5 separate regions of the Mus musculus genome follow, and all the other regions are linked to region 5. A link is a contact called in public promoter capture Hi-C data. All regions are on one chromosome and are shown on one strand. Each heading gives the region's core, a stretch centred on a gene start, on an enhancer-like site or on the middle of the called end of the contact. The rest is flanking DNA. Distances are from core to core; before and after follow the strand shown.

Evidence for each region. Promoter capture Hi-C pulls out the DNA fragments that hold promoters and counts their contacts.
Region 1: a promoter capture Hi-C map of liver shows a contact between it and region 5, with 4 times the contacts expected there. The contact joins the promoter of Polr2i here to the promoter of Eif3k in region 5. A contact is called at or near these places in 7 of 39 promoter capture datasets (cranial neural crest, hippocampal neurons, liver and 3 more), 2 of 115 datasets of contacts at active chromatin or transcription factors (large pre-B cells and pancreatic cancer cells) and 1 of 9 other capture datasets (liver).
Region 2: a contact with region 5 is called in a promoter capture Hi-C map of cranial neural crest. The contact joins the promoter of Zfp14 here to the promoter of Eif3k in region 5. A contact is called at or near these places in 3 of 39 promoter capture datasets (cranial neural crest and liver).
Region 3: a contact with region 5 is called in a promoter capture Hi-C map of liver, with 2.2 times the contacts expected there. The contact joins the promoter of Rbm42 here to the promoter of Eif3k in region 5. A contact is called at or near these places in 3 of 39 promoter capture datasets (cranial neural crest, liver and maxillary cranial neural crest).
Region 4: a promoter capture Hi-C map of pre-B cells shows a contact between it and region 5. The contact joins the promoter of Pld3 here to the promoter of Eif3k in region 5. A contact is called at or near these places in 2 of 39 promoter capture datasets (liver and pre-B cells).

The regions. Positions count from the first base shown.
Region 1 is chr7:30,230,659-30,233,358 of GRCm38.p6, reverse strand. Polr2i (polymerase (RNA) II (DNA directed) polypeptide I) reads right to left here and starts at 1,285. Exons shown (of 6, transcript NM_027259.1): 1 at 955-1,285; 2 at 823-877; 3 at 536-609; 4 at 378-452; 5 at 241-292; 6 at 1-74. The coding sequence starts at 1,013. The coding sequence ends at 12. It overlaps Tbcb (tubulin folding cofactor B), which reads left to right and starts at 1,162. Exons shown (of 6, transcript NM_025548.4): 1 at 1,162-1,779; 2 at 2,090-2,233. The coding sequence starts at 1,666. Ovol3 (ovo like zinc finger 3) reads left to right here. Exons shown (of 4, transcript NM_001289817.1): 4 at 1-62.
Region 2 is chr7:30,050,146-30,052,845 of GRCm38.p6, reverse strand. It overlaps Zfp14 (zinc finger protein 14), which reads left to right and starts at 1,450. Exons shown (of 5, transcript NM_178733.5): 1 at 1,450-1,501.
Region 3 is chr7:30,648,630-30,651,540 of GRCm38.p6, reverse strand. Rbm42 (RNA binding motif protein 42) reads left to right here and starts at 1,313. Exons shown (of 10, transcript NM_133693.2): 1 at 1,313-1,603; 2 at 1,822-1,957. The coding sequence starts at 1,464.
Region 4 is chr7:27,551,677-27,554,646 of GRCm38.p6, reverse strand. Pld3 (phospholipase D family, member 3) reads left to right here and starts at 1,429. Exons shown (of 14, transcript NM_011116.2): 1 at 1,429-1,649. It overlaps 2310022A10Rik (RIKEN cDNA 2310022A10 gene), which reads right to left and starts at 1,357. Exons shown (of 10, transcript NM_175107.5): 1 at 1,294-1,357.
Region 5 is chr7:28,980,464-28,983,242 of GRCm38.p6, reverse strand. It overlaps Eif3k (eukaryotic translation initiation factor 3, subunit K), which reads left to right and starts at 1,355. Exons shown (of 8, transcript NM_028659.3): 1 at 1,355-1,569; 2 at 2,701-2,779. The coding sequence starts at 1,511. Map4k1 (mitogen-activated protein kinase kinase kinase kinase 1) reads right to left here and starts at 389. Exons shown (of 32, transcript NM_008279.2): 1 at 189-389; 2 at 1-28. The coding sequence starts at 287.

The sequences.
Region 1 (2,700 bases), core at 36-2,535, 1.3 Mb before region 5:
AGAAGGAACGATCACTCAGTCCAGCGGTGGCCGCAGTGTGGGGCAGTGCAAACATAGTACAGGCGCATGGCGTCCTAGCAATAAGAACGTTCAGTCAGGGTCTGGACCCAGAGGATAGTGTGAGGACCAAAAGAAACGATCAAAGAAACTTTCCCAATCTTGATTTGAGTAAACAGGATCAACCCAAAACTGGCGTGTCCCCCCCACCCCTACCCCCCCAAGCACCCAGCCGCCACTCACCTCAGCTCGGGCACTGTGTGACTGAAAGAACACTGCCTCCTTGTGGCCACACCTGAGGGAATGGTTCAGTTACTAAACCGCGAAAGACCTCTCTGTGCACAGCCACTCCTCTTTCCCTATGCCAGCTGCGTACTCACTTCTGGCACGGGTGGTCCTCCGTCCGGGGCAACGTGGGGTCCTGGGACACGTCTGCGATGATCTGGGTCAGCTCGCTGCAGGCATAGGGAAGTAATTAGCGGTCAGGCCGGGTGTCCTAAGAGGTGACCCGTGCCCCAAGCGAGGTCCCGCCACTCACTCCACTTCGTGCGTGATTTTGTTGACGTAGATGCAGCTGTTGTCGGCTTCCTGCTGGTAATCGCAATTCCGGCACTGCAGACGGGAGAGCATGTGGGAGGAGTGTCACAAACAGATCAGATCTCCAACAAGACTGGACAGGAAGGCAGGGTGTTCCCAAGGAGGGCATGGACAACATGGGAGAGAGGGTGTGCTGAGGGGTAGTCAAGAGGCGAAAGCGTGGGGGAGCCAGCAGGGAGCGCGCAGGGAAGGCGTGAACCCGCGGGCGAGAGGGTTGCCGGTACTCACCGCGTACAGCAGAATGCGATTTTCCTTGTCCTCCTTGGGGTACAGCATGTTATTACTGTGGGGAGGGGAGGTCAGAGGTCAGCCCTGGAGCCAGTCCTCACTGCCTTCCCACACCTACTGCCCGGGCCTCACCATTCCTGGCAGAACCGAATACCCACGAAGCCAGGCTCGTACGTCCCGTCGGGTTCCATAGCGACTGGGCTGCTGAGCCTTCTGCGCTTGCGCGGGCGCGCTACGGAACGCGGGAAGGGTCGCACACCGAAGCTGCACCAAACTAGGGCGATGCTGCGCGCATGCGCGGGTTCCTTATTTTTTTATTTTTTTTATTTTTTTTTTTATGGATGTCTGGCTGACGGCTTGCGTCGATCCTTTGATACCCTCTGCTACTCACTCCCGATTTCGGAACCTGCTTCCCAACTCCGAGTGGAATGGATCTAGGACAAGGGCTGGGACTATGATGCGCGATGTCATCCGCAAGGCGCTGAGCGTGAACGAGAGAATCCGCTGCTCTCTTCTTGGCCCAAGGCCAGTGCACATGCGCCGAACTTACACTCGGCGGACCGGGACAACTCCAGCCATTCTTCCCGGCTTCGGCCTCCTCCCGCCCTCCTCTCCTGCTTCCCGTGCACGGAAGGCCTCTCGGGATTGGTTGGACGTACCCGAGAATCCGCCTGTCCGTGGAGAAAGAACAGCAGCGATTGGCTGGCCATGTTAGGTGGAGAACTTGCATTGGTCAGCTCCAGAACAAGGGGCGGGACCTATATCCCAGAAGCAGCGGCGGCCACTGCGGAGCCGGTGTGAGACGGCTGAACCGCACCGCGGGCCACTCCGGGGCGCAGCGAGATGGAGGTGACGGGGATATCGGCGCCCACCGTGATGGTTTTCATCAGCAGCTCCCTCAACAGCTTCCGTTCGGAGAAGCGATACAGTCGTAGCCTCACCATCGCAGAGTTCAAGGTGTGGCCGTGGGGGCGGGGTCCGGAGGGGCGGGGCAAAGAAAAGGGAGTAGGGGGCTGAAAACTAGTGGGCGAACCTGGAGGGAAGGTTGCAGAGACTGACAGCCAGCCTCCCAGGCCTGGGAGCCCCGGAGAACAGAGTCCACCGAGTAGGGGCAGGACCCGGGAAAAATCAGACACTCCAGAGAGCCGAGGGGGCGGGTCCAGAAGGAACTGGTCCAAGGTGGGTCTTTTTGGAACTTGTTTGTTGATCAAAGTCTGAAGATGAGGCCTCTGACAGCCTTTCTCCTCATCTTGCCTCTTTACTGCAGTGTAAACTGGAGCTGGTGGTGGGCAGCCCTGCTTCCTGCATGGAACTGGAGCTATATGGAGCAGACGACAAGTTCTACAGCAAGTTGGATCAGGAGGATGCACTGCTGGGCTCCTATCCTGTGGATGACGGCTGTCGCATCCATGTGAGGACACCCTTTCCCGGGACCCGCCCCACATTCATTCACTAATTTATTTCTTCAACAAATACCATGTTTTGCCCAGTGTGATAACCAGTATAGGCTCTAGCCACATGGAAGCCCCAGTTCAGCCTGGTCAGAAGCAGACATTCAGTAGACAGTGACAAACCAGAGTTGTCTGAACTGGCTTAGGGGGAGGGAGCTCACGGGAAATTCATCAGAGGTACCAGGCTTTACCTGGGGATATCTGAAGAGGCTTCCTTGAGGAATGGGTATTTGAGCTGATATCTAGAGAATGTTCCATGGAGAGGACAAAAGTATAACACTGTAAAGAACTGAGGTGAGCCATCAAGTTCTGGCCCGATTGAGAGCAGCAAGAACACAGAAGGCCTCTGTGTGTATCAGCTCACATCATTCTGCCCTCAGCCTCTCCCCACCTTCCCTACTCATTCCCTCCCTGCTAAACTCTGTCC
Region 2 (2,700 bases), core at 201-2,700, 1.1 Mb before region 5:
GTTGCTGGGATTTGAACTCCGGACCTTCGGAAGAGCAGTCGGGTGCTCTTACCCACTGAGCCATCTCACCAGCCCTCTGCAACTGAAGTTACAGACACTTGGGAACCATCATATGTGTTGTGTCTGCAAGAGCGCAAGGGTTCTCAATCACTAAGCCATCTCACCAGCCTCTCAATTGTCACGTTCCTAAAACTAACGTCCCAACGCTGGGAATGTTGACGGATGCCTGTAATAACAGCGCTCTGGAAAGAAACAAGAGGATCGATGAGGATCTTTCAACATCCCCAGCACCTATTACAGAGACATCCTGGCTGATATACCTTGCCCCCCACTATCCCAAACTCTGTAGCCCAGGCCTGGGCTTCCCATCTCCCAGCTTCTGTGATTCCTGTATAACCCAGTCATTTTGGGCACAAGGTCCTTTTGTTACCTCTTGCCCGCTGCACTTGGCCTCTTGGCTTCTAGCCTGTCCTACACCCCACCCCCTCCCCTCACATGGCCCCATTTAGTCCGGCAGTCATGGCCACCCTGGTTACTTTCAGACGCCCCTGCCAGTGCTCTCTCTTAGATCTCAATCCCTTGGGAGCAGTCATGTCCTCCTTTTTTTTTTTTTTTTTTCCATTCATCTTGAATTTGCAGTCTGCATGCTTCAGTCTCCTGAAGACCGGATGAGGCCTGGCACAAACACAAGAAAATGTTAGAGCAGTGGTTCTCAACCTCCCTAAAGCTGCGACCCATTAATACAGTTCCTCATGTTGTGGTGATCCACAAGCTATATAATTATTTTCGGTACTACTTTATAACTGTAATTTTGCTACTGTTAGGAATCCTAATGTAAATATCTGTGTTTTCTGATGGTCTTAGGTGGTCCCTGTGAAAGGTCATTTGACCCCCAAGGGGGGGGGGGATCTCGACCAACAGGTTGAGAACCACTGTGATAGAAGAAAGCATAATTATCTTTCCAGTCTTAGAGGTCTTGGCTTCATCTCCAGTTTGCAAAACAAAACCTAAGGCCAATACCAACGACTAGACCAATATACACAACGGCTAGAAGGGACAGTGGGAGAAAGCAGAGGCAGCGGGAACTCCAAGGAGCCTGAGCAACCTTTCCCTGGGTAGATGTGGGACTGCACCTTTGGAGAATGTATTTTACTGAGTTCCCTGATCATGCCTACACCCTCGCTGGGGTGAGAATATGCTTATCTCACATATTAAGCATGTGATAATGTGATGATGGTGTTCTCAGCCCTGGTAGGGCAACGACACAACCCCCAGCCCAGTGAGCTAGGTTTGGGGTGGGGATTTGGGGGCAGAGGGCAGCGGAATCTCCTAGCCCTTCCAGCTGGTCCAAGATCACACCCAGAGGCCTCCACCCATCACAGCCCCGAGCACGCTTGCGCACTCCGCTGCGTTGGCCCAGTCTTTCCCACCATGGACTACATTTCCCACAGGCCTCTGCGCAGCATCCTTCCGGCTGCTTAGCGCCGGTCCGCTCTGAGAGGTGAGTTGGTCCCTTGCACTGAGGAAATTGTCGCGGGGGCAGCGTAGGTTTGTCTTTAGTTGGCTTGAGAGACTTGGAGTCGGTGACGCTGAGTGGACACCGCGTACCCCGTTGCATCCTCCGTCTTCCCGCTGCAGAGCCCAGAGGCCCAGCATGGCTCTGAGTTCTGTGTGTGAACCTCAGAGTGAGGGCCCTCCGTACAAAAAGACAGCGCAGCTGCCACCGCAGGGCTGCTTTGTACGCGCTCCCTCCCCGCCAGGCAGCCCCGGTGGCCGTCGCCTGTCAAACCTGCCCCTCCGGTGGCGGCCAGTGTCCTCTCCATCCGCGGCGCTCCATTTCCAGTAGGTTATGTGTGTGGAAGGGCTGGTCGCGAGGGGTGTGTCCCCAGGCTACCAAGCCCGCACCTTCCCGGTTTGACCTTTTCCCCAGACTTGTTCATTTTAGGGAAGGCGAGGGAATAAAAGCAGGAAACGATTGTTGTTGCATACATAGAGACCCAACATTACTGCGGAAAAAAAAATAGCCTAACTTTCTTCTTTCTCGTTGTCCTATGAAGTGTACTCCTTGTTTTTCCAGGCATGGGGACATTTACTCCTCATTACTGTGAAAGTGAAAATGAAGTTAGCTTGGAAAGAAGCAGCGGTTTGGTGTTATCTTGGTCAGGGTAGAGGAGACAGATTCATGCAGACTGATAGTAAGCATCACTCAGAGATTATGTCTCTGATTAAATGCGGGTCCAGGCCCTCTTTGTGTGGTTACAAATGTCTTTTGTATTTTTTCTTTTTTATGTGTGTGTGTGTGTGTGTGTGTGTGTGTGTATTTGTGTGTATACACATACCAGCAGAAGCCAGGAGAAGGTGTCTGATTCCCAGGAACTGGAGTTATAGACGGTCGTGAAACACCATGTGAGTACGGGGAATCACACTTGCATCCTCTGCTAGAGCAGCCACTGCTCCTAGCAGTACAGCTGTTTCCAGCCTCACAGGTTTTAAATTTTTAACATGTTCGTTTTTTACGTATGTGAGTGTTTCTGTCTGCTTTTCTTTCTGTGCACCACTGAGTGTGACTGCGCCTGAGGAGCCCTGAAGAGGGCATCGGATTCTCTGGAACTGGAGTTACAGCAGTCACGTAGGTGCTGAGAGTGTAACCCGCTGATCCATCTCTGCATTCCAGGCTGCAGCTTTCTTATCCACGAAGCC
Region 3 (2,911 bases), core at 64-2,563, 1.7 Mb before region 5:
AGGGCTACACAGAGAAACCCTGTCTCAAAAAACCAAAAGAAAAAAAAAAAAAAAAACTGTCTTCAGACACACCAGAAGAGGGCATTAGATCCCATTACAGATGGTTGGGAGTCACCATGTGGTTGCTGAGAATTGAACCCAGGTCCTCTGGAAGAGCATCTGGTACTCTTAACCGCTGAGCCATCTCTACAGCCCCAGATGCTGGTCTCTTTTGTTTGTTTGTTTGTTTGTTTTTTTCCAAGACAGGGTTTCTCTGTGTAGCCCTGGCTGTCCTGGAACTCACTCTGTAGACCAGGCTGGCCTCGAACTCAGAAATCCACCTGCCTCTGCCTCCCGAGTGCTGGGATTAAAGGCGTGCGCCACCACACCCGGCTCAGCTGGTCTCTTCTTAATCACCGCTAATTTCTTAGCTCCAGCTAACCAGCATCAATTGTCCCAGTAGTCTCTTCTCTTTTTCACTCTAAAGCCAGAGCCACATGCTGGAACATCACCCCACCCCCAACCCCATTCTATTACCAGCTTTCTGTTTTCCACCTCCCTCATTGCCTAAGCTTGGCTGTCCTGGAACTTGCTCTGTAGATTGACCTTAAATCCAGAGATCTGCATGGCTATCTCCTAAATTATGGGATTAAAGACATGTACCTCCACACTTCTCTCTAGATATCTCTAGTATAAAAGCCAATATTTGGGGGGCTGGAGAGATGGCTCAGCAGTTAAGAGCACTGACTGCTCTTCCAGAGGTCCTGAGTTCAATTCCCAGCAACAACATGGTGGCTTACAACCATCTGTAATGGGATCTGACACCCTCTTCTGGTGTGTCTGACAGCTACAGTGTAGTTAGATATAATAATAAATAAATCTTTTTTAAAAGCCAATATTTTGTTCTGTATCCATAATCCCAGCACTTGAAAGCCTATGTCAACCTAGGAAGTTCCATACCTGGGCTCAAAACCAAACCAAACCCCAAAATGAAAAAAAGAAAACCATGGAGGTAGTCAGTAAAATTAAATTTTATTCAAAAAAAGAATAATGAACTGACCCCTGGCAGTGTATCTGTCCACCGAGTGCAAAAGACTCCTACCCTGGCTTTGCAGTGTTTACAAACTTCTGGAAGGACCTCCGAACTTCCGTGCCTCCTCAAAGTTCCGGCTTCCACAGCGGGGTGGGTCAAAGTGACGTTGCTTCGCTCTCATTCGCCCACCTTTCTCTACGAGGGCGGGGCCTATCCGTACAGCCGCGTCTGTCAGATTAGAGGCCCTTCCGGGGCCCTGACTTTCCGACACTCTAATTGGCTTTTGCTCGCTCTGGGGGTGTGGCCAAGTCTCAGCCCCTGTTCTTAAACTACGTCCTCACGCAGCGCATCCGTCGCGGTAGTCCATACGTCATCGGCCGGCTCCCACCCTGAGACGACAGGGACTCGACCGTAGAACCCGCTGCGGCTGCTGGAAGGAGCGGTGAAGGCTATGGCATCAGCGATGGCCGGAGCAGGGCCGGCTCCGGGACTCCCGGTGGCGGGAGGGCCGGTGGTCCCGGGGCCTGGTGTCGGCATCCCGGGCAAGAGCGGCGAGGAACGCTTGAAAGAAATGGAGGCGGAGATGGCCCTGTAAGGCCCTGAGTAGGAGAAATAAAAGCTGTTCCCGGGCAAACCCAATTAACCCTGTAGCCTCCAGGTCTTCAGAAGGTTGAGATGTGGTTCCATAAGGGGCCGTGGGACCCGAGGGATGCGGGGAGGCATTAGCTGGGATGAAGGCGCGGTGGAGAAGTACCCAGCACCTCAGGCTTGGTGAGACCTGACCTATGGTATCTGTCCCGCTCCCCCAGGTTTGAGCAAGAAGTATTGGGAGCTCCGGTGACCGGAATCCCAACTGCTGTGCCTGCGGTGCCCACGGTAGAAGCGATGCAGGTCCCCCCAGCTCCTGTGATCCGCCCAATTATCGCCACCAACACATACCAACAGGTAAGGTGAGAGCTACAGCTTGAGTCGGGAGAACAGAATGGTTTGGTCCCAATAAGGGCTTATCTATGGACAGCGATTGATGTTTTGGCTGGCATGACCACTTAAGTGCCAGGGACTCAGGATGCAAGACAGTATATTTAATCCATTGGAAACTAATATTCTACAGTGCCTGTCCGGTAGAACTTTCTGCAGTGTTAGATTATTCTATATAAACATCTCTTGAGCCAGGCATGGTGGCGCACACCTTTAATCCCAGCACTCGGGAGGCAGAGGCAGGTGGATTTCTGAGTTCGAGGCCAGTCTGGTCTACAGAGTGAGTTCCAGGACAGCCAGGGCTATACAGAGAAACCCTGTCTCGAAAAACAAACAAAAAAAAAAATCTCTTGAAAGTTTTTATTCACAGATTTGGGGTGTAGTTCAGTGGTAGAGCACTTAGCCTGGCAGAGTCCTATTTTCTAAGCCCACTACCACCACAAAAAAACCAAAACAATATTAAAATGTATATCTGTGTTGTCATTCCCAAGACTCATGGATAATATTCCAGGTGCTTAATAGTCAGCTGTAAGAAAGAAGCCGAGGAAAGAAGGAAACAGGGGGGAACTATTTAGAGGAACACCAGCAGAGAAAACGTGTTTATTCTGTTCACAGTTATTAGGTGGGCTGGGATGCAGCTTAGTAATAATCTCATGCCTGGCATGTCAAAGCCGTGGGTTCAATCCCTTGCATTGTGGAGGGAACAAAAAAGATCAAAGGCACTCTTGTGCCTTCTCAGCACTAGGCACTGTTCTAAGCAAGGGGTGTATAGGAGAAAACAAAACAGAAAAGTTCCCGTTGTTTCTTTGACCTTACAAAGTGGTAAGAGTTTTATTAGCAGTCAGGGAAGGCCTTTTTGATCTGGTATTAGTAAAGCAAAGATATAAATGAGATGACTGAACCATGCAGATGTCTGGAGTG
Region 4 (2,970 bases), core at 180-2,679, 1.4 Mb after region 5:
CCAAAACTTTTCCTAATCTCCACAGAAATGCATGGGCAGGTACATCAATGGGGAAAAAAATTAAAAACAAGTACCTCTGCTTTTCTCCTGGGGGGGGGGGGGGCGGCAGGTGGGGAGGGGCAGAGAGATAAGTAGGCTAAGTAGGTAAAGGCCACCAGGCCAAGCTATCCTCTGGTTTTACATACAGTGTAATAAAACATGTCATTTAAAATTAAAAAATATATATATTAGAGGGGTTAAAACAGCAAACTCAAAGTTCCTACAACTACGTCTGACAGGTATTCATTAAATCTGAACTAAACTAGTGACAGACTGGGACAGTTGTAGACCTAATGTAAGTTGCATGCAGATGTGAGGTGGAAACCAAGTATATAAGACTATTTAGCCACCCTGGCATGATAGCAGAGGCTTTTAATCCCAGCACTGGGTAGAGGGGCAGAGGCAGGCAGTTTATCTGTGAGTTCAAAGCCAACCTGGTCTATGTAGTGAGTTCCACGACAGAAAGAGCTACAAACAGAGACCCAGCTTCAAAAATAATAAATAAGTAAATAAACAAACAAACACACAAACAAAACAACTTTTCAAGTATCTTTCATTTACTGCCCACAAATGAAGAGGAATGTTCTATTTCTATTGTATTTCAAGTTAAGGTTCCCTTCTCCTGGCTAGGATAACAATGCAAAATGCCCCCTTTTAAATTGAGGAACATGCATTAGTCATTATTTTAAATCGCTATTTCAGGACTCAGGAAAGAGGCAAACAATCTTCTTGACTGTTGTTTTGCTTCCTTTGGGCTTCCCTCCTCTATGTTGTTAGAACTCTCAGCTACAATCCCGATCCACCGAGCTGTTGGTATGCCAAAGACATTCATCAGGATCCACACGACGAACATAGGAGCCTGAGATTATCGGTTTTCACTAAACAGAGAAAACTTGGGCTCAGAAAGGTAATGACACAGGCCCAGTTCTTGCAAAGGGAAGCTGGGATTAGAACCCAAACCCGCTGGCCTGCTAGCTCGGGCAGCTCCCGCGCGGGTACCCATCATCAGTGCTAACGAGGATGGAAGAGTAACATGGAGAGCTCTGAGAGCAGAACGGGTGTGCACGACCTGACGTCCCATTACACGGGTTCTACGGTCAGCTTCTGGGCCCCCATTGTACAGAAGAGGAAACTGAGGCTCAGAAAGAGAAATCATTTATCTGATCGTACAGTATGGGCTGCGCGGGAAGTCCAGACCCCCGGCCACCCCGTATCTCCATCCCTAACCTCCTCCGTCCCAGTCCCGCACCTCACCTGGCACTCTGGGGCCCGCACCCCCACGAGGCGCCCGCCCGCCCTCCGGGTCGCGCCAACTGTCAGACACTCCTCCCTCGGCCTGGGCCGCCCGCCCCGGAAGTCCTGCCCTTGATACCGGAAGCCAGACTGCACCTTCCACCAGCCGCTCTAGCCCTCCTAGCCTCCAACCAGCAAGAGAGTGTGGGGCGGCGACCATCACATGACAACACAGAGCCTCGGTCGCGAAGAACGCCGCCAATCAGAAAGGATCAAGTCTAGCCCCCACCCTGCCCGCAGTCTAGCGCGACTGCGCCTGCGCACAGGTGGGCGGGAAGGCGGGGCTAGGTTCTGGAGTAGAAGACTCTGACGTGCAGGTACTGTGCGATCTGGTGCGCGACACCTTGGCTGCCCTCCCTGTGTCACCCTCTCGTCTATAATGCATCTCTTCTATATCGTCCTTGGCCCACTTAGGTGCCCTCATCCCTTCTCTTAAATCATACCCCACTTAAATCGTCACCACCCCTCCCCTTCTGACGCCATGACCTCTCTCACATCGCCCCCTCCTTTAAGAAGTAATTTTTGTTTTTTTGTTTGTTTACAATTAATTGAGTATCTGTGACTGCATTTACCCGAGGAGATCAGAAGATGTCTAATTCCCTGGATTTGTAGTTACGAATGGTTGTGAGCCATCCCATGTGAATGCTGGGTTTTCTAGTTCAGGTCCTTTGGAAGAGCAACAAGTGCTTTTAACTGCTGCACCATCTCTTCAGCACAAACATTGTCCTTTTTATTCATTTTCATTCCCCTTAAGCCCTGATTGGCCTTATATGCTCAGTTTTCTCTTTTTATGTGACAGGGTCTCCTTGTAACCTCAAAGTATGTCAGCTCAGACACGCCCCTGCTGTCCCCAGTGCTCCGCTGGTCACTCTTCCATCTTTGTTAGCACTGGGTACCTGTGCGGGAGATTAGCATTCAGTCACCAGTGCAACTCAGGCTGGCCTTGAATTTTAGATCCAATTGCTCAGCCTCCTGAGTGTGGGGATTGCAAGCACTGATGAGCCGGTCTCTCTGTCATCATTGTCTTAGTCACCCACACATCTCCTTCATGAAACCCCCATTTCCCCTAAATCTCTTCATACCAGTTATTCTTGTACTTCCTGTTTCCATCTCCCCTTAGATTACCCTCAAATCGCCCTGGTGTCTCCATCTCTCCACTAACACATCTGTATTCAGCATTACCCACAAGGAGCCACCCAGCCTTATAGCTTTCCCTCCTCTGTGGGTACACGTTTCACATATTTCCATGGTGTGGGATATTATATGGTATTCTATGGTATCCCAGGGTCCCAGCTTCACCCCTAAACCTGTGGGAAACCCAGGCCACCAAACCATGCCTCTCCAATTCCTGCTTTCCCATTTGTAAAATGCACAGTAGCCAACAGGTTTGTGTGTCTGTAAACCCAATGTCCAGGAGCTAAAGCAGGAGGATCTCTACCTCAGCCTCTGATACATTACAAGTTCAAGGCCAACCTGAGCTACACGAAACTGTCAAACAACAACAAAAGCGCATGGGGACACTACCAGGAAAATGTGAATTCTGAGCGTTTGTTCATTTGTTGGCTGAGCCTTGTGTAGCTTAGGCAGGCTTTGAATTCCATATGTAGCCATATGTGGTCTTGAATTCCTGATCCTCTT
Region 5 (2,779 bases), core at 106-2,605:
CCAGGTCCTTAGACACCTTGTCGCGAGCCTTGTAAAGGGGAAGTTGGTCATCAGGCAGACTCCATAGCTTGCCATCCTCAGCATCTCTGAACCAAGGCCAAGGCCTGGCATTCTCTTACACTCCTGCTTGCCAGCCTCTCCCCAACTATCCCAGGGTTGTGGTGGAGGAGACAGAAGGGCTTTCTCACCTTGAATACTTCTCCATAAGTTCCACCACCCAGTCGTTGCAGTAGATCATAGTGTTCTCGAGGGTCCTTATTAAAAATGTCGGGGTCCACAAGGGCCATTCCTGGAGGCCGGGGCTGGGCCAGTGCCCAGGGGGCCAACAGGGCCTCAGGGTTCAAGCTTTGGTATTACCTTCTGTCTCCACACAAGTCCTGGGCCCGCCTTGACTCTGTGGGCTGTGGCCTTCCCCCTCCCCACTCTCGCTTCCTGCCCCAGCTGCAGGGCTGTGCAGAGGGCTGCACAGAGGGCTCCACCCCCGTCCCCTGGGTTCTGAGAGTTTGATCGCCTTGGGACCCATGGGACTCCCCTTTACCCACTGAAGGACACTATGTAAATAAGATGCAAAAGTTCTTAAATGCAACCTGGGGCTGACCTAGCACCCTCTCCCCAACACTCTATTTTGGGAGGAGTCATAGGTTACGGTTGAACCTCTGCTGGGTTCTTGAAGATCTGGAATCAAGCCAGAGGTTGCAGGTCTGCACAAAGCTGGCTAGGTTTCACAGAAGACCTGTTTACTCGTGACACATGCATGTGACTTAAGTGACAGCTGAGCTCAGGGCACCTGCCCGCATGGCACATGTCTGTGCAACGCTTCAAACGTGTAGGGAATCTGTGGCAGACGTGGAACACTTGTTAGTAGCCCCTACGCAGAGCCGATGGAGACTACAGGTGTCTTTTGCCTTCCCGGCCTCCTAACAGCACTGTAGCAGTACGGAACCGAGTGGGGACCAGCGAGGAAGTGAAGATACATACAAGATGCTGTCTCAGGCACCCAAGTCGGAGACAAGAAGGGCTTCAGAGAGCATCTCCCACCCGACTAAACTCAAAGAAAAGGAAACAGCAACCCTTCACGGGGCTAAACGCTTAAGGCTACGCATGCGTAGAGAAAATAAAGTCTCCTTTCCCCGTACAACTCCAGCGCACGCGCGTCAGAAGCTTAAGTACTAAGTTTGCGCGGCCCGGGAAAAGCTTAGCCCGCCTCCTGGCGCCTGCGTAGTAAGGCAGACTAAACCTTTTCTCACGCTATTGGTCTCTTTTAAGTGAGCTCATTGCGCATGCGCAAGTTACAACTGCTGGAAGGAAATCACGTGGTAGACAAAAAAAAAAAAAAAAAAAAACAACCGGCGCTGGTGCTGAAAGCGCCTTTCCCTTTGCCTTCCTTGTAGGAGCTGGAGGGAGGGTGTGACGCAGGTTCCGCTTCCTACACCTCTCTTCCGGTCCTCTAGTGCTAAGCACCGTGCCTGGTGTTCGACTCCAGCTGAGGCTGCCGAAGGCAACAGTGATCATGGCGATGTTTGAGCAGATGAGAGCGAACGTGGGCAAGTTGCTCAAGGGTATCGACAGGTCTGAATTCCGCTGAAGGGCGCTCTCTGGCCAAGCGGGGTGGAGAAGACGGGGAGCCAGCCAGGGGTGGCCAGGGCTCCACGCTCCTCCAGAGATGGAGTTTCTCCAAGTTTCTCTCCGTCCCTCAACTTTACCTTTTCTGCTGCCACAGACTCCCGGTGTCTTTTAGTCTCTTCCTTCTCTGTCCTTGTGGACCATCCTACATAGTGTTTTCTGATGTCTATTTGGCCAGTGGGGACCGGAGGTGATGGAAACGGGAACCGGTCCTGCGTTCCTGGACTTAGGTTCCCATTCCATCCTGGCGACAACCCCATTCAGCAGATAGTGACAATAAGGAGCGATCAGGGCCTGGTCAGGTCAAGCCACGTATTGAGATAGGCAGGAGAGGATGGAACTGGGTCAGAACGGGATCGAAGAGAAGGTGTTCAGGAAAACATACGGGCTGCAGAGACTGACTGAGGTTGGAGGCATCCTAGACATGACCAGGGGCTCAAGTAGGGCTAGCTAGAGGCCCATGTTAGGAAAAACATTTACTGGATGTTGTACAGTTAATTGATCAGCTATCTGGGTAGTTCCAGTGGGTGGGACTAACTTATTTATTTTAAGATCGAATGAATGTAATAAAGCTTCCTACAGATTTATTTAAAAAGAAAATAGCAAAGTGAGGAATATCCCATGGCCAGAATAAAAGCTGTAGGAAGAAGAGAGTGATTTCAGGTTAACAAATTACAGTGGTCCCTAAGGACTAGCCTCTGTTCTTCTCTTTGTTTACTCATGTCTGTCTGTGTAGTTATCTCCCTATCTTCCCCCCCCCTTTTTTTGTTTGTTTGTTTGTTTGTTTTTTGAGACAGGGTTTCTCTGTGTAGCCCTGGCTGTCCTGGAACTCACTCTGTAGACTAGGCTGGTCTCGAACTCAGAAATCCGCCTGCCTCTGCCTCCCAAGTGCTGGGACTAAAGGCGTGCGCCACCACTGCTCGGCTCCCTTTTTCCTTTTGAGACAGGTTTTCACTATTAATTGCAGACTAGCTTCAAACTTGCAATCCTCCTGTCCTGCCTCAGCCTCCTAGGTGCTGGGATGAAAGGCATGTAACCACTGTGCCAGGCTGTTCACCCATCTTGATGCTCTTCCAGGTACAATCCTGAGAACTTGGCTACCCTGGAGCGATATGTGGAGACACAAGCCAAAGAGAATGCCTATGATCTGGAGGCC